Regions from separate parts of the Sus scrofa genome. Here region 2 is linked to region 1. The links are chromatin contacts, called in public HiChIP or PLAC-seq maps. All regions are on one chromosome and are shown on one strand. Each heading gives the region's core, a stretch centred on a gene start, on an enhancer-like site or on the middle of the called end of the contact. The rest is flanking DNA. Distances are from core to core; before and after follow the strand shown.

Region 1 (3,113 bases), core at 169-2,668:
TTACCTGTATATTAGGTTAATTACAGGCATTTTCTTCCCAGTTGTCCTTTAAACGGCTTATACTGTTTCTTCACAAGAAAAATTTCAACATCATAGTCTGTCACATACTTTACACTGGGTTTGTGGTTTCTGTCATGCTTGAAACTGGAAACAAATGGAGTCACTGATGCTCTGAAGACCAAATAATTCAGTAAAGTTAGGACTAACTATTAAGTGAATAAAGAGAAATTACTCCATTTTTGTTGCTTAAGCAGTTGAAAAAACCCAGGCAGACTAAGGTGTTTACTGAAATTGACACAAGTAAGCCATCTGCTGAAAAGTCATTGAAAATTTATTATGAAGCAGCAAAGTAAGGGTGAGTTGTACTTATCAATGCTGAGTTGAAAAACATATTTATCGATGATTTTTCTGATGAGTTATCGGTATTGTACGTGAACTGGTCTTTGTTGCCAGTTTAACCAAAAAGAAATTGCACAATATACTTAGTGACCTTCAAATACTCTAAAATAGAGCCATTTCTTGGATTCTGTTTATGGGCTGGAAGTAAGAGCTGCTGGTACATGACATGCTGTCTGTTTAAAGCTGGAGACCTTAACCTTGGAGGTCAGTGTATTTGTCTGCATTGGTTTTTTCTCACTGTAGTGTAAGATGCCTAAGTTCAGGTGCTGTAGTTTGTTTATAAATCAGGGTTTAGAACCGTGCTTCCCGCATAGTGACAGCCTCGTAAACATGTTGGGTGAGTAGATAAACTATGTAGTAAACCGTAGCTTTGACCTCTGATGGACCACATCAGCTGAAGGTGGGGCACTGGAGGAAGAACCTTCTAAATTACGTCATTGCTTCTGGATGTACTCTCAGGGCCAGGTCTTAGGAAGCCTAAGCTGTCAGCTTGGGAAAGTGTTCTTTAGGGTTTTATGACCCCTAACTTTGTTTCTGCTTCTGATATTTGGGTAGATCTAAATCTTCTGTAATCCACTGCACGTAGTAGATTCCGTAAAGCTTCATGTTTGTCTTTCTTCTCTGAATTTGTAGTTTTGTTTAACCTTGTGAATGACACTCCCTGGGATATGGAGATTCTGTCCACTTTAATATTAAAATCCTCCTCTGCTGAGGCCCCCCTTTAATGAGCAGTCACAGGGGATACGAGTATCTTCACGTTTTTCCTGGTTCCGGTGGTCTGTCTGCAGGCCTCTTCTCCAAACTGCCTTGTGACCAGTTTTCCATTCATGTTCCTTCCAAGTCCCTGACCATCCAGCCAAACCACTGGCCACAGCCTGTGAATGTATAATTGCACATCTGGCTAGTTTTCATTCCAGGTGGAGTGAGAGCCAGGTGCAGTGCCCAAGTCCTGTCCACTCAGAGGATTCTGCTCCACTGCTGTCCTTGGGAAGTGTCCCAGGGAGAGGCTGTGGGGCTTAGCTGTCCACTTGGGGGCAGTGTCTGCACATCGTGTAGAACCGTCTGGCCCCAGGCCCAGTCTTGGGTCCTTTGCTGGCTGATCGGGAGGAACTCCCCACGAGGCCGTGGGTGCAGGGTGGGCGGGGGAGAAGGCAGAAGAGCTGAGAGGGGGCCATGGACATCTGGGCCACTTCTTCCTGTGACTTCGTTGTGCCTGTGGGGCCTGCTCAGGCATGACCATGTGTACACCCATCCGGCTGATGTCACAGTGTTGCTGCACACGCCCTCTTTGTGGCTTGGTGGGTCAGATAAAGATAACACCCTGTTCATGACGGCAGCTCAGGTTGCATGGTAACTTGCTGGCCATGCCCAAGTGTTCGGTTTTTGTGAATGCCTGACAGCAAACCAAGAGCTTTTTCTCAGAAGGAATAGTTATCCGCAGAGGATGGCAGGGCTTTGCTCCAAAATCCTAAGGCCCTATGCTGTGATCCACCTCGAGGGCTGCCAATGGCTCCAAACAGCATCCCTGTCTGCTGCTGACACATCAGGCACCGTCGGATCTGCTGGATCCTAAGGCCAAGGGCAGAGCAGCCTGGACCTGCTGCAGAGCCTTCGCTTGTTCTGGGCCCCACTCAAAACCAGCAGTTTTTGGAGTCACTCAGTAAACAGGCCGAAGTAACACACCCAAGGGAGGAATATTTGTCTCCAAAATCCAAAGAAACCCCCTAAGCATCATTCCTCTCTTTTGGTTGTAGGAGAGACCAGATGCAACAGTCCAAAGAGGGGATATCTTGACATGGTATCCCCACCACACCACTGGAGCCCTGGAGATTTTACTGGAGGGGAAGGCTCCTGAATTATTGTTAGATTTATTCCCCGCCCCCGACTGATAGGCCTAGAGTAGTTGCTACCTCTTACTCACTAGGTCTAATTAGCATGATTTCACCACTGTGGAAGTGGGATTGTAGATGGGTGTCCAGTCTTCTGGAAGGGATTGTCATCAAGATCCCTGCAAACTAAATCGTGACGTGGATCGGCAAGGTGTACCCCTGAGTTAGGACAGTTGGAGCAGTGAAGGTGTATTGCTTACCTTGCCAGCTGAAAGCAGACTGCTTCTGTGGGCCTTGTGGACAGGGATGGGAAAAAAAAAAAAACAGCATTTTTGTCCCATCAGTAGCTTCACATCGGGAACCAGGAGATGTGTTCATTTATCCAAGGAATGAAACCCCGTCTGCTCTGGAAGCTGCAATCAGAGTCACTCCCTGGCTAAGCTTATGAGAATCCGCTGTCATTCTCCAGGGTGTGTCTTTCTTGGGGATCAGGGAACCACCACCACCGCTCATCATTCAAGTCCTTGAGGGCTGCACTAAACCCTGCATGACCTTCAGGAATGTGGGATTTCTTTTGTATTCCTGAGTTCCTAGCTAGAGGCAGTTCTAGAGCTTCTGCTTGGCCTTTTCCACCATAGTAGCTCTCACTCCACTGGTTGGGGAGCCAGTGTGGGATTCCGCCTGCTTTTGCGCCTTGGTTCAGGGACCCACTGTGAGACGTGTGAGACCTGAGCTGAAACTCCCCTGACAGTCGGACCCACGAGCCCTGTGCGGCTGGTGCACCGCAAGAGGTTTTGGGTCTCCTGGAGTTAGTATCCGTTCAGAGCCAGGGTTTGGTAGTCCCTGGAAAGTCTGATTATTTCTTTTACCCCCATGCAGTTATAA
Region 2 (3,113 bases), core at 369-2,868, 830 kb after region 1:
AAACTGATTTACTGAACACTATTAAGCATGAAAACTCATAGAAGGCTTTTTCGAAAATCACAAATTTAAATAAAATATTTTTATAAACGAACGGGTTTTGAGTTTATAAAAGGGGAAAATTGCTGATTTGCTAAAAATTAAAGAGACTTTTATAATACTTTTTGTAATCTTTACATTTTTCCAAATTAATCATGAAAAATAAAAAACCTACTTAAGGGCATTAGAGATAACGTAGAGAAGTAACAACAGAAATACAACACAAGCCACATACCTAATTTCAAATTTTTTAGTATCTTTTTAAAAAAAAAATAAAAAGAAATAGATGAAATAAACCAGAAACAGACTCACAGACATAAAAAACAAACTTAGGGTTACCAAAGGGGAGAGGGATGAGGGAAAAAAGGAACAAATTAGGAGTAAAGGATTAACAGATACAAACTACGAAATATAAAATAAATAAGCAACAAGGATTTATTGTATCACACATAGAATTATATTCAATATTTTGTAATAACCTGCAATGGAATGTAATCTGAAAAAACAAATAACTGAATCATTTTGTTGTACACCTGAAACAGAGTATTATAAAACAACTATACTTCAATTTTAAAAAAAGAATTTTAAAAATGTTTCTTTTAAAAAATAAACAAATGAATTTTAATAGGTTAAATTTTAACATTTTAATGTAATCGATACAGAAAATATTAATAAGCATTTTACATTTTTCCCATACTAAGTGTATATTTTGCATACACACCATATCTCCTAATTCATTTTCTTTGCTTTTTGCTTTTTAGGGCCACACCCAAGGATATGAAAGTTCCCAGCCAAGGGGTCGAAGGCCACAAGCCTATGCCACAGCCACAGCAACGCGGGATCCAAGCTGCGTCTTCCACCAACACCACAGCTCACAGCAATGCCAGATCCTTAACCCACTGAGCGATACCAGAGATCGAACCCACAACCTCATGGTTACAAGTCGGATTCATTTTCATTGAACCACGACAGGAACTCCTCCTAATTCATTTTCAAATTTATTCTTACTACTAGGAAAATCAAAAAACTGGAATTAAAGTTTTTCATCTTAGAACACATGCAAGCAGACATGAGAAGCAGCAGCATATGCCTCCCCACAGAGTCTACCTAGAGGAGCCTAATGATACATAAACTTCATAAAAACCCAGGAAGTGTTCCGCCTGAGGCCAGAAATTAACCAGTAAAGTTCTGACAACTTAATACATCAATTCCTACCATACACTACCAAACAGAACAAGTGCTTTTTAAAAAAAAAACAAAAAACAAAAAACAAAAAAAAGAGATTAAAGAATGAGTAGGCTTCTACTTCCAGTATGACAGCAGGAGGAGCTCCACCAACCCACTCGCTCCCTGTGAAACTGACGAAAATTATTCTTAATGAAATGACTAATATCTCTGGAACTGATTCCACAGGCATACATTAAATGGAAAACACTTAAGAAATCTACTCAAATGTGTTAAGAGCAGCCGCATGAGTTTGCAGTTTTTTCTGAACCAGGATGCACTCCCTCCTCCACCCCAGCTCAGGGAGTCATCAACTCCACTCCAAGAACACAGGCCTCTGCCCAACCTGCCTGGTGCTGAGGCTAACTTCTGGCTAAGTGTGAGCGAGAGGTGGGGGCTCCTTCCAGCCAGGCCCCTCGTGTGGTACATACACAACTGCAGCCCAGGCCATCCCTGCCCCAAGTCGTGGGATGGGGGTTCTGTACCAAGAGAAGTCAGACAAAGAGGTCTAGGGCTTCTGGCAGCATGCCCCATCCCCCACCACCACCTGCTGCCACCCAGGCACTCAGCTCCAAAAGCAAGAGTGTCACTCAAATGTGACAAGCACAACACAAGAACTGGGGCTCAGAGTTGGCCCAAGGGGAGATAAACATTGAACTGAGAGTTCCCACTGTGGCTCAGTGGGTTAAGAACCCAACAAGTATCCATGAGGATGTAGGTTCAATCCCTGGCCTCGCTCAGTGGGTTATGGATCCAGCACTGCCCCTGGCTGCTGCACAGGTCGCAGATGTGGCTCAGATCTGGCATTCCTGTGGTGAAGGTCACAGCTGCCACTTCCAATTCGACCTCTAGCTCTGGAACTTCCATATGCCACAGGTGTGTCCCTAAGAAAAGGGGTGGAGGGGGAGACTGAACTGTAGGATGCCTAGTGTGCCAGAGAGAAACTGGGAAACATGGGCAAAGGTCCTCGCTTAGAACAGACCTCAAACGCTAACCTCAGACACCATTCAGTCAAAGGAGCCTGAATCTGACTGTTCAGCCAGTAAAGCAAGTTATGTCCCAGGGCACTGCCAAAAGTGTGATGAGAGAAAGGGACAGTCAGAAAGAGGTCCAGCCAAACCACCACCCTCGCAAGGTGACTGTGGGCATGCCCAAGGCTGTGGCCCCTGAGGAGTGACATCAGGTGCTTCTGAGAAGTTGCCCAGAGTAGGGTGGAAGGTGGAACAGACAGCACTTAAAACCTAGCCACCACACAGGTAAACACACACGTGCCAACAGGCCTAGGGGTGGGGAAGTGGGGCGACAAGCACCAGGACTGACACATTATACGTATTACTATAAAATGTTCAATTCTCAACAAGAAATTATAAAACACACAAAGAAACAGGTAAGCACAACCCATAACTTATCAGAAAAAAGGCAGGCAACAGAAACTGCCTGTGAGAAGACCAAATGTCAGATTCAACAGAAAAAGACGAATGGGCCATTGTAAGCATGCTCAAGAACTGAACAAAATGATGATTAAAGAACTAAAGGGAGATATGATGACAAAGATGCACCAAATAAATAATACGAATAAACAGAAGTCATTTAAAAAGAACCAAAAAGAAATTCTGTCATTGAAAAATATCTGAAATGAAAAATTCACTAAAAGGGCTCAACGACAGATTTAAACTGGCAGAAAAATTGGTAAATTTGAAACTAGATCAATAGAGATAATCCAATGCAAAGAACAGAAAAAAAAAAACGAAGAGAAGCATGCGGTAACATTAAGCACACCAGTATGTGTAACAGGAGGAAAAGAGAGGAGCAGGGAGAAATACCTGAGGAAATAATAGCCGAAAACTTTCCAA

Evidence for each region. HiChIP or PLAC-seq counts read pairs in DNA pulled down with a chosen protein or histone mark.
Region 2: a contact with region 1 is called in an H3K27ac HiChIP or PLAC-seq map of alveolar macrophages. The contact joins two enhancer-like sites. A contact is called at or near these places in 1 of 5 promoter capture datasets (liver) and 1 of 2 datasets of contacts at active chromatin or transcription factors (alveolar macrophages).

What each region holds. Positions count from the first base shown.
Region 1 is chr18:1,831,758-1,834,870 of Sscrofa11.1, forward strand. The region is part of intron 4 of LMBR1 (limb region 1 protein homolog); the gene reads left to right. Among named protein-coding and RNA genes, the nearest start is that of LMBR1, 38 kb to the left of the region's middle. Within about 2 kb of position 1,419, at least 4 of the 83 cell types and tissues checked have an H3K27ac peak or open chromatin away from gene starts, as enhancers often do. A contact at or near this core is called in alveolar macrophages, where this site is marked.
Region 2 is chr18:2,661,638-2,664,750 of Sscrofa11.1, forward strand. The region is part of intron 1 of RBM33 (RNA-binding protein 33); the gene reads right to left. Among named protein-coding and RNA genes, the nearest start is that of RBM33, 13 kb to the right of the region's middle. Within about 2 kb of position 1,619, at least 10 of the 83 cell types and tissues checked have an H3K27ac peak or open chromatin away from gene starts, as enhancers often do. A contact at or near this core is called in alveolar macrophages, where this site is marked.